Regions from separate parts of the Zea mays genome. Here region 1 is linked to region 2. The links are chromatin contacts, called in public Hi-C maps. All regions are on one chromosome and are shown on one strand. The core of a region is the stretch at or near the end of the contact, and the rest is flanking DNA. Distances in the headings are between cores, read along the strand shown. Region 1 has its middle 18 kb from the start of LOC103632762. Region 2 holds the start of LOC100191755.

Region 1 (6,581 bases), core at 3,081-5,580, 150 kb before region 2:
GCAAACCGCCGCGAAGATGGCCGCTTGCGCGATGGAGTTGGGGTTGAAGTTATGCAGCTCCACCCCGTAGTAGTGCAGGAGCGCCCGCATGAAGCGGCTCGCTGTCACTCCAAACCCCCGCTCATGGAAGGGGATAAAGCTGACCACATACCCCGGCGGTGGAGTTGGATCGGCCTCGCTCGGGACCATCCACTCCGGCTGTGGCCCACCGGAGAGGGGACGGAGCAAACCATCGGCGACAAGGGCCTCCAGATCCCCCACGACGACGGTGGAGGAAGGCCACGGGTCGCGCGGCGGGACGACAGTCACCTTGTCATCCATCGCCGAACGAAGGTGGTGGAGGCGGAGGGGATGAGGTGCACGGTTTTCTTTTCCCCGGCTATTCTCTTAAGTTGCAAAAACCAAAGCAGAAGGCGAGCGTAAATGGCAGGGTAAAGAACCACCGCCGGCCCCTCTTCTGGGTATATAAAGGCCCGAGCGAGATCTATTCAAAACATCGCCCAAACTCGCCGTGAAATTCAAATTCGAAGGTGAAACGCCCGTTCCTCGAACGACTCGAGCACGTGCAACGGCTGCCCCGCGAATCGCCCGTCCCGTCGCATTAACTCCTCGGCAGGGCAAGCGACACATTTGGCAGGCGAAGCGGGCGTCGTTTCACCTCCGCCATGATGACCGCGTCAAAAAAGGTGCGCCACACCATTTAAATTCATACCCTTTTCCTCTTCCCCTTTCTCTCTCTTGCTACAGGGACCGGGAAAGGGGATATTTCGAAAGGGATCCTTCTCCGCGAAGGAAGCGGGCCCTGAGCCCTCCTACTGATCAGGGGTTTGAAGGCTGGCCCCTCGGAAGGGTTCGACAGCCGCCCCAGAGCATTCAGGTTCCGCGCCCACTACTGATCAGGGGTTCGAAGGCTGGCCCCTCGGAAGGGTTCGACAGCCGCCCCAGAACACGCAGAGCGAGGGATGACTCTGGGTACGTCCGTTGCATGGCCGAGGCTCGGGCTACGCTCCCGAGGTACCCTAGGACATTTCCGAGACCAGCAGGAGCGATTTTGTAATGGAATCCCATCAGAGGGAGGCATCGAGCCCTCGGACCCTATCGAATGGGTCCGGGTCCGGCAAATCACCAGTAGGTACTTTTGGAGCACGCCTCTGGGCCACTAGCCGACCCTTATCGAACAGGGCACGGGTGTCCACTCGGATCACCCGTTAGCAGCTCACTGGAAACACCATGTTCGGCGCCCTTCGAGGGCAACATGGCGCTTTCCCCCCTTCCTCCTTGCGGAAAGGCGACGAAGGGGCGTATGATAAAAGTCGAGACAGTCCTTGATCGTCCTCCTGCTCCATGCAGAGGCTCGAGGGCTTCTCTCGCAACCCGGCTATGGCCAAATCGTTGACAGCGTCAACAAAACCAGCTCAGAAACCCGAGACCTGACCATGCACCCGGGCCACAATCACGTCGCATGAGGGAACAACCAGGCCGACTGAGGCATCACGAAAGGCATTAAGACCTCAGAGGAGTCAAACCACTCCTCCGAGGCCTCGGGGGCTACACCCGGCGGGTGCGCTCGCGCGCACCCGCCGGAACAAAATATAACCGAGAAAGGCCGATCCCCTCACAAAAAAGTGCGGCAAAGCCTCTAAGCGAGTACCATCACTCCCTTCGAGGCTCGGGGGCTACTGTCGGGTACCGTAATTAGGGGTACCCCCAACTCTCCTAAACACGGCTGGTAACCACCATCAGCACAAACCGCAAAGACTGATGGGCGCGGTTCAGGTCAAAGCCTCGTCTACCAAGGGACGCAAACTCGCCTCGCCCGAGACCGACCTCGGGCGGGAACAGTAGTCCTGGACGAATTCACGCCTCGCCCGAGGGCCTCCTCAGGCAGTGGGCGCACCCTCGGCTCGCCCGAGGCCCAGCTCGGGCAGGCTTCATCGAGAAGCAACCTTGGCCAAATCGCCTCACCAACCGACCGTATCGCAGGCGCATTCAATGCAGGGATCGCCTGACACCTTATCCTGACACGCGTGCCTCAGTCGGCAAGGTCGAAGTGACCGCAGTCGCTTCGCCCTTTCACTGACCGACCTGACAGGAAAACAACGCCGCTCGCCCCGCTCCGACTGTTGTGCCACCCACCAGGGTGAGACTGACAACAGCCAAGTCTGGCCTTGGGCGCAACGGGAAGCTCCGCCTCGCCCAACCTCGGCCTCGGAAGGAGGTCTCCGCCTCGCCCGACCCCAGGGCTCAGCCTCAAGCTCGGCCTCGGAAGGAGGTCTCCGCCTCGCCCGACCCCAGGGCTCGGCCTCGGGAGGAATCGCGTCCTCGCTCGATCCCGGCATCGGCCTCAGGAGAAACCTCCGCCTCGCCCGACCTTGGGCTCGGACCAACCGCGCCACGGGGGATACATCATTACCCTACCCCCAGCTAGCTCAGGCTACGAGGGAACAAGACCGGCGTCCCATCTGGCTCGCCCCGGAAACAATAATGATGGCTCCCCGCGTGCGTCCATGACGACGGTGGTTCTCAGCCCCCTACGGAAGCAAGGAGACGTCAGCAGGATCCCAGCAGCACCGACAGCTGTGCTTCTACAAGGCTCAGGCACTTCTCCGACGGCCACGTTACCACGTACACAGGGCTCTAGCACCTATTCGACAACCACGTTGGCATGTACACAGGGCTCAGGCACCTCTCTGCCAGACACGTTAGCGCATAGCTACACCCCCTATTGTACACCTGGACCCTCTCCTTGCATCTATAAAAGGGAGGTCCAGGGCCTTCATGCGAGAGGGGTCGCGCGGGGGAACGAGCTAACGAACAGGCTCACTCTCTCTCGCGCGAACGCTTGTAACCCCTACTACGAGCACATCCCCCTGGTGCGAGATAATACGAGCCGCGTTTCTCCCTTGTGTTCCATCTCGCGCCAACCCATCTGGGCAGGGACACGCAGCGACAAATTTACTCGTCGGTCCAGGGACCCCCCGGGTCCGAAACGCCGACAATAATGAATGTAAACTGTTGTCTCATTCACATATGTATTTCATAATGTACACATGAACATTAACAAAATTTACATTACATTGATACCTTTGGCTTGTTCGAAGGTGCTGACGTGAGAACGATTACAATCCAGCGTGAACAGTACAATGCTACTGTTCATCTATTTATAGGCACGGGACGCAAACCGAGTAAAAGTACATTTGTGTTCTCAATATTTATTCACAACTATAACATAAATCATTAGAGACTGGCTAGTCTTTTTCTCTTCGGGCTAGCATCATGTTTGATCTTCAACACCGTATTAAGCCGAAGATGTTACTCTTCGTCTATAGCTTCAACGTTCACTATTATCGTCTTTGAGCTATATCTTCGACTTGTACACCTTTGCCCTAGGAGAAAACTTATATCCTGAAGCCGAAGCTCTCTGTAATAATCCATGTTATGCTGAAATCAGATGGTTAGTCATGTTTCTTTAGGATCTTCGGAAGAGGAAGACCCCCAACAAATATCATGTGATCAAAATCAACAACTAAAAATGCAAATGGGTTATTTGTCTAGTTTTATAAAGCCCAGAGAGTTAAACAACCGATTTTTAAGGTAAATGGGTGAAGTAGATTACACTCTAAAGGTTTAAGGATCATCTATACTTTTTCCCAAATAAAATACAAATGAAACGTTAACTTTAATAAAACTACGATGAAATTCTTATAGGGTGTTTGGTTTGAGAAATAAGTTAGTCCATCATCTACTCACTACTTACTTTTTTGTTTGGTTTGTGGAATAGATTAAGTTGATCCATCATCACCTCATTTCTTATAGCTAGTTAGTTACTATTAACATGAAGAATAAGTTTATCCCACCAAACTTAAGAAATGGACTTATGATACATTATTTTATTTTGATAGAGTGATTCCTCAAACTAAACAACTCGTTACTCAGCGGACCCAACGAGTTACATGGAGATGAGAAAAAGCGTGGGATCAAGAGACGATCATCAGTGAGACCAGATATCGTACTGATGAGCCTTGCGACACCGACACATGGTAGCCGGAATTCGTGGATGTGGTTGTGCAGACAGCAGACGAGATCCACATCCATGCCCCCTCTCCAGGCTTCTGACTTCTCTGACGGTGTGTGTGGTGGCAGTGAGCCGTCGTGCACAGACCTGAAGGCCGTGTCTCTCTTTCTTCACGGGACGCTGAGACCTGCCTGAAGGCCCCCGGCCAGCGCGTCTGGACGTGACCGCAACACGCGGTGCAACCCCCACCGCGCGCGCCTTTGCGGCGGCGGCGGCACATGTTCTGGCCGCAGAGGATCACTCGCGCCGAAGAGAGGGGTGGCCATCGATCCTGACGTCAGTATCCTATCAGGAGCGAACACGTAGATTCCCGGGGCCCACGGAGCATGCATATGCATCCGAGTACACGATGCAATAGCGGCCGGCTGGCCATCGGATCCGATTAGGTTTTCCTTGCCTTTTCTGGCGTAGTATGCGTTTGGCAGCAATAGTAGTGAGTCCTGATCCAGAAGGCGCGCGCAACGGGACCAGGTTTTATTCCTGCGTTCGCGGCAAGTGCGGATGATTATTCTCTGGTTCTGCAAGCCCCCTGCCGCCGCCGCGAGAGGATTGGATCAACGAGGGCGAATGCAACGTCAGTCCACACCCATATGATTCTCTCTGTAAAGCTTTGGCGACAGCCCAGCAAAATCATGCAGTGAACGAACCTCACTTTTAGTCATTAATAAAGATCGGCGATTTTTTTTCTGGCCGGTGATGGTTCTAGGATTCAGGACTGGGGTATTTTCAAACCAAAGCTGTCGAGCTACCATTGGCTGCATGCTACCGTCATGCCCTTTCCCTCCTCCGGGTTCCTATATTTTAGTTGTCCTTTAAAACAACGACACAGACTTCGAAAATATAACTTTGGTTAATATTTTTTATTAAAATACAAATAAAATTTTAATATATTTATATTTTTATAAAAATACTTATTATCATATAAATATTAAGTTTCAAAACTAAATAACAAAATAGTTATTTCTAGTCAAAATTTTATAAGTTTGACTTAAACCTTGTCCAAAACGAAAACTAATAGGAAATCGGAGGGAGTATATGTATAAGGCACTACCGGACACAGCTGAGCTTGAGTGTTACACTCGGCAAAGAAGTTTTGGTAAACTGTACATCGACAACGACCGTCAGCTGTAGATGGCTCCTGACGTCACCTTGGTGAGCGTCGCGTCTCATCGAGAGTTTGACACTCGGCAATGGGGTCTTTGTCGATCGAGTGTATTTCTATGTGGAGTGTCTCACGCTCGGTAAACGAGGTCGTTGTCGAGAGTCTTAATTCGTCGAGTGTGGCACTCGACAAAGAATGCTTTGACTAGTGTCCGACAAAATGCACTCGGTAAAGAGCCGGATTCCGGTAGTGAGGGCATGTATAGTGGAGAGACACCAAAATGGTTCTTCAAGCACAAGTGACAACTAAGGGACTATTATACAATAGATTGTCTATAATTACAGTCTATTAATAAATACATAAGTAAATGTGTATATAGAGCATCGAATCAACATAACAAACGATGTATTCATACAAGAGAAGTGAAGACGTCTGTTACTACTTAAGTTACGAGCTAGAGACATCTCTTTATTGAGATGTGACTCTATTTTTTTTGCAAATATCCTTTTTAGACACCTCAAAAGCCTCTATATTAACATCATTGTATATGCTCATATCATTGAGTTGGTAGCCTGGTAGTCGCGACCTATGTTCTGCACTATAGATAGCACTGTTTACGGTGGGATTTGAAATAGGTGGGATAGGAAATGAGACAGGAGAACGACTAGAGATATATATAGCCTTACAATTTGGAAGAGGTGAGAGGATTAGGGGCGGGCGAGATGTGGCAGACAGACGGGATGCCACTATCATGCATTTCCACCCTGGGGAAGGATACATAAAGTGTGGGATAGGATTGGACCGGCAAACTGTGGTTTTTGATAGACCAATGACAATAGACGGATAGAAAAGAAGCCCAACTAACACCATGCATGCGTGTGTATACCTTGTATATCATCAAAATTAATTGTTGGATATTCCCAGGCATACATACTGGAGTTATGACTTGTGGTGCCCTATTAGCATGTCTAAATTTGGTTGTTTATATGTAGCTTATATCAAGACTTTACGGTGTAATTTTCTCGTTTTGGGTTGTCCGTGGAGGTTGTTATGTACATAGATGTCAATGGGACTGGACACCCGCTAACCTATAAGAAATTTTCTTATTAGGCTTAGGGAATAGTACAAAAATAATCCTCATGGATATAAATATAGGATAAAATTCTCATCCATTGGGTAAGCGAGTATGGGAATGGGAAGCAATCACCCAAACCCGATTACCCATGGATAATATTCACCCAGTAAAATTAGGTGTACAACCTAACAGGCAATAAGTACAACAACTAACCCTATCTCTCCCAACCCTTTTAAGAACCCATCCACCCAAACCTAGGCGGCGAGCCACCAGTCGTCTGCCCACCAGTCCATGTGTCACTTTGTGTTTTGCTGTTTTGTATGGTTAAA
Region 2 (5,750 bases), core at 1,318-3,817:
TGGGGGTTACCAGCTGAGATTTAGGAGTCTTGAGGGTACCCCTAATTATGGTCCCCGACAACGATGTAGGTAGGTTTGAACAAAGTTTTACTTTGCTTTTGTGATATCTGGATTAGACAACCTATGATGTAGGTTAGGTTGTTGTTTACAGACGAGGTAGTCTAAGGTATTAATTTAGGGTAAGATATGTTTACAGAATTAGGGCCTAATTTATGTCGCTAACATTATCTAACTTATTTAAGTAACTCAATTTGGATTAGATCATGTTAGATTAGGTGGGATCTAGATCAGATTGGTATAACTGGATAAGATCCATTTATTTTAGGCTAGATCATGGTTGTTACTGTAGAGTGGGATATGTATGCCTATTAGAACAAGATAAATCCATAAGGATAAGGTAGAATCTTTTGAGGTCAGTTAGATCTATTAGGGTGACATTTTTTTCAAGATAAGATGAATCTACTAAGGTAATAGAGTATCTTTTAAGATAAGATGGATCTATGAGTGTAGGATAGAATCTTTTAAGATGAGATGGATATTGTTTAGGCTAGATACTTTAATGAGGGATAATCTAGTTTGTCTAATTATTTTTATAAGCATTTTTTTTCTATATACATATGAAGATGTAATTGTGGACATTACTCCACAACTCATCACCCTCAATCAAAGCTGACACGGTAAGCTGATAAAAAAATGAATATATACACAAGTGACTCGAAAGCACATCACCCTGGTACATTCGTACTACTACTTGTTACAGTTCTTCCCACTTCAGAGCTGACACGGTATGGGCGTGCATGCAGGATACGAATGCTAGTTCCCGCTGATTCTGCTTTGCTCGCGCCCCGCGGGCAACAGCCCAACTGCAACTGCCAGCAGCCGCTGCACCACAGCAGAAACCAACTACGAGAGTGGCAAACGACAAACAAACATCACTTCGTCACCAAACAATAATGCACGAGCACGACCCCCCCTACACGGACACCAACAGCAATTGATGGGCAAGGACAATAATGGTGGCAGGAGCGACAGCGACGACATCAAGCGGCGCCCGGTGTGTCCTGGCTGGAGGCCCAGACGATGTCCTTGAGCGCCGGCCGGAGCTCCTCGCTACAGAACGACCGGTACTCCATCGTGTCGCCGCCGTCCTTCTTCACGTCCACCAGGAGCACCGACGGCGCCACGCTGAAGATCTCCGCGGCCACTGCCAGCCGCGCCCCCGAGCGCCCGCGCGACACGGCCTCCAAACGAACGCCCCGCGAGCCGCTCTTTGTCACGCGCATGTTGGCTCCGCGGCCGGTGACCAGCGACTCCAGACGGGAGACCACGCTGCTGGCGGCCTCGCGCGTCACGAAACGGATGCCGCCCGCGCTAGACCTCCCTACGCCGCCGCCACGGCCCTGGTCGAAGAGCGGGGACAGGTCGAAGCCCTCCGAGAAAGAGATGAGGTGGAACGCGTTCAGCACCTCGGGCTCTTCCTTGTCAGAGGTGGCGCGGCGCGCGTCCGGGGTTGGCTCCTTGAGGTTGAGCGGCGGCAGGACGGGCAACGGCTTCCGGTACCACGGCGTCTCGACGAGGCGAGCGACGGTGATGCGCGTGCTCGGGTCGGGGTCGAGCAGCTCGCCGATGAGCTTCCGGGCGTCCGCTGAGACCCACGGCGGGCAGAGGAACTCGCCGCGCTGCATCTTCCGGTACATGACCATGAGGTTGTCCTCGTGGAATGGCAAGCTGCCAACGAGGAGCACGTAGAGGATGACGCCACAGGACCAGAGGTCCGCCTTGGCGCCGTCGTAGCCCTTCCCGCCGAGCACCTCGGGGGCGACGTATGACGGCGTGCCACAGGCGGTATGGAGCAGCCCGTCGGAGCGCGCGTGCCCGGCGAGCGCGCTGAGCCCAAAGTCCGCCACTTTGAGGTTGCCTACCTCGTCGAGGAGCAGGTTCTCGAGCTTCAGGTCTCGGTGGAACACCCCGCGGCCGTGGCAGAAGTCGACCGCGGCGACGAGCTGCCGGAAGTAACAGCGCGCCACGTCCTCCCGGACCCGCCCCGCGCGCGCGATGCGGGAGAAGAGCTCCCCGCCGCGGACGAGCTCGAGCGCGAGGTAGATCTTGGAGCGGGTGGCCATCACCTCGTGCAGCTCCACGATGTTGGGGTGGGACACCATCTTCATGACGGCGATCTCCCGCTTGATCTGCTCCGCCATGCCCGCGCGCTCCAGCTTGTCCTTGGCCACCACCTTGACCGCGACGCTGCGGCCCGTGCGCAGGTCCCGCGCCGCGTGCACCCGCCCGAAGTTGCCGTGCCCCAGCACCCGCCCCAGCTCGTACCGCCCCTGCAGCACGCTCTTCCCGTCCGCCGCCATCGCATCCTCCATTGCCGCCCACCTCCTTCCTTTCTTCGATGTTCCTTCTTCGACAGAGTTGGCCTGACCTGACTTTACCTGAAAACCCGGCGACGAGACCGATGAACCTACCCGTCCTCGACGTGCTTGCGGTGGCAGTTGCGGCCACTGCGCAGGTTGCGCTTTCCGGCAAGGTCAGACATTTCTCAGCATTCCTGTAGCAACGAGGCTGCACTTTGTGGCTTGCGGGTGTCGGACTGTCAGGGTCTTTTCTGGCGAGCTCAGACGCTCCCTCACACGACACAGGCGCCGGGCTTTATGGTGGCGCATGGGTATCTTGGGTAGCGCCATTACCCATTAGCCATCCGCCATGGATTGGGATTTGGGAGATGTGGTCGCGGCGACGGCAGCTGCGCGTGGGCCGGAATGATTACTGGGCCCATTTCTTAATCCATTATTAGCGGATCTTAAGTCGATTATCATTTTCAAATGCACGGCAGCGGCCAGCCAACTTGGCCGTGGCTGCGTGGTCTAATGGACTTCGTTTCTCGACATGAGGCCGTAGTAAAGGTTTATGTTACCTACTTTTCTCTACTTTTATCGCTTGATCTCTCTCTGTATATCTTTTTCCATTACTTGATAAATACTCATGCGTTACATTGAAAAAATAATGCCACGATGATAAGATATTACAATAGCGTTGTTTTTAGAACATCAATTTTACATATAACATCCACCTATTAAATGACTCATGTGCCAGCGACCGATCTAGGATTTAAATTACCTATGATGAAGCTCTCAAAATTTAAATCTTACATATATAACGAGCATGATGAAATATGTCCATACGGACATCGCTAAATTAAAAAAAATCTGGTGACGTATCTTATAAACGATGCTACATTTGACTATGAGATTTGGTCAATTGCATCCTTTGATTTTTTTTTCGTTATAGCTTGGGATCGCTTCATAATTGTTTCATCAAGTCATCTAAATACCACTCTCTCGGTATAGCAAATCATCGAGTAATTGAGCCATCCATCGCCTATCTTATTGCACAAAACGGTCTTGATTATATTCCTAGCTGAAAATGCTCTCTCTACATATGTTATTGTCACTAGTAAGACTCGATGAGGCGGTAGACCAATGAAAATGCTACATGTCTTTCAACTTTAACCATTTTAATAGCTAAACTTTCGAGATCATGGCAACTAATAGAGTCATACACTCTTCTTACAAGAAGCAAAAATGTCTCAAGTTGATTCTTTATAGTTGCATGGTGCCTTTCTTCACCAAAACTCTAAAAACCCATGGTCTCATGTACATAATTAAAAAGCAGGAAGACCATAGTGTCGTGGTTTCGGAAACTGGGGACACATTAAAATTTGTGTTCCGCGGGGGAGGCTAGCACGGACTCGCTCCGAATGGTGAATCGTGTGACTCGAGGGGGTTTATACTAGTTTAGGTTAGCACCCTACGTCTAGTGTAGTGTTGGTCCTTTGTATTGCTCTTGGTTGCGTGTTATAATGATCTCCATATTGAAAAGCCGGTGACTTACATCAGGTTTAGTTCATATGTTTTTGGTTCGTCAACCTTCACCAAAAGGCAGGGGGGCATATGTTGAAAACTAAAAAGAGCCTCGCGGACGGTCCGACCCAGAGGTCGGACGGTCCGCGGTCCAGACAATCCACGGTGGTGGCGCGGACGGTCCGCGTTTGCGCAGAGTTAGTTAGGGTTCCTAGTTTCTCGTGGGGTTTGTTACCTAAAACCGCGGGATTAGATCGGGAAACAGTTTGAAACGGATCCAGACCTCCCTCTTTATTTAAATGAAGGGCTACGACCGATTGAACCCCCAACAATCGATCAAATCAAGTCTATTTCTCGTTTTTACCTTATGCATTAGGAGTAGCTCTAGTTTAGTTCTAGTTTAGTATTCCAATCCCCAAATTCTCCGCTTCTCTTCGGCTCTATGTTGATTAGAGGAGTCTAGGTCGGCCTGCCGAGCTTAGACAACTCCTAGGATCTCTCCTCCCCGACGGGGGTCCCTCCCCGGAGCGAGATCTAGGCGCCGCCGGTGACCTTCGTCGCCCCCTGCGCACGCGCGGATGTGAATCATCTAGGCCCCTTTGGTAATGTTTTGGTAATTAATGACAACTACTTGTGGACTAACGATTCTTGGAGAAATTAGAATGCAGGGTTGGACCACATAGAACAGGAAATGTTGAAGAGTCATACGCATTGGTTGTGGATCAGATGAAGGCAAAGGTATAATATAGGTTTTACTTTTGCCGGTCTTGAGGAGTTTAGAGAAGATACTTGACCGGATTAGTAGGCTAGATAGCCGTACTATTAAGAGGGGTCAATGACTTAGATCTGTGTAAAACTTAGTGCCTCATAGAGCATCAAGTAGTTGCATTTGCATAAGGACTAACAGCGCTTCTCATTTCGTGAGTTAAAAGTTCATTCAAAAGCTTGTTTGAAATTTGAGAAGTCTTGGTCGCGCGGACTGTCCGACCCTTGGGGGCGGACCGTCCGCGATCCTCCAGAGGGTCCGAGGTTTGACCATTTGTGTTGACTCTGTGTTCTTTTGCACTGCGGACCGTCCGGGCCTTAGGGCCGGACCGTCCGCAGTCCTGACCAGAGGAAGGTGGCTTCGGGTCAGTCCCTGAATTATAGGCGGACGGTCCGCCTGTGAGGCGCGGACGGTCCGCATGTGTCTAACTCGTTTTTGGACAGGGACTGTGTGTTTTTATAGATTTGTACTACGGACGGTCCGGGGGACCAGTCCGGACAGTACTGTCTCAGGTCGCGGACGGTCCGGGATTTATAGCCGGACGGTCCGCGTGTGTTAACTCCGTTTGATCCGAGGCTCGGGTGTTTGAAATTGCCAGGTCGCGGACGGTCCGACCTTGAAGGGCGGACTGTCCGGACCCACCTTTTGAGTCTGCTCTGACATGTTTCAACGGTCATTATAGCCGTTATGGTGTACGGCGGACCGTCCGGCCCTAGGGCGCGGACGGTCCGCGTGTGCGCAGAACTGCCCCCTTTTGCACATAACGGTTGGTTTTAGATGGGGGACTATAAATAGAAGGGGAGCTCGTGTGTGAGACCTCTCTTGGCCATTCCTTGCACACATTGAGCTCATTTGTGATCCTCCAACTCACTCTCTCACACTCTTTGCTTGAGATTGCATTCTAGTGAGAGATTGAGGGTTTCTAGTGCATTTGCATCATTTGGTGATTCTTGAGGCACTAGGTGGTACACCGAGCAGGCGTCGTTGGCTTGTTACTCTTGGAGGTTGCCGCCTCCTAGACGGCTCGGGTGATTGTCTCCGTCGAGCTCTCCAAGAAGATTGTGGAGAAGCCGCGGTGTTGATTGTGAGGGGTTCGCGCCTACCTCGCCGGAGCGGCA

The links. A called contact is a pair of places that touch in the nucleus more often than the background predicts.
Region 1: a contact with region 2 is called in a Hi-C map of tassel, with 3 times the contacts expected there. The contact joins the enhancer-like site here to the promoter of LOC100191755 in region 2. A contact is called at or near these places in 3 of 25 Hi-C or Micro-C datasets (ear, root tip and tassel) and 1 of 3 datasets of contacts at active chromatin or transcription factors (leaf).

What each region holds. Positions count from the first base shown.
Region 1 is chr7:120,607,615-120,614,195 of Zm-B73-REFERENCE-NAM-5.0, reverse strand. No RefSeq gene overlaps it. Among protein-coding and RNA genes, the nearest start is that of LOC103632762, 18 kb to the left of the region's middle. Within about 2 kb of position 4,330, at least 18 of the 20 cell types and tissues checked have an H3K27ac peak or open chromatin away from gene starts, as enhancers often do. A contact at or near this core is called in ear, leaf, root tip and 1 more, where this site is marked.
Region 2 is chr7:120,459,745-120,465,494 of Zm-B73-REFERENCE-NAM-5.0, reverse strand. It overlaps LOC100191755, which reads right to left and starts at 2,567. Exons shown (of 1, transcript NM_001137182.1): 1 at 685-2,567. The coding sequence starts at 2,372. The coding sequence ends at 1,041.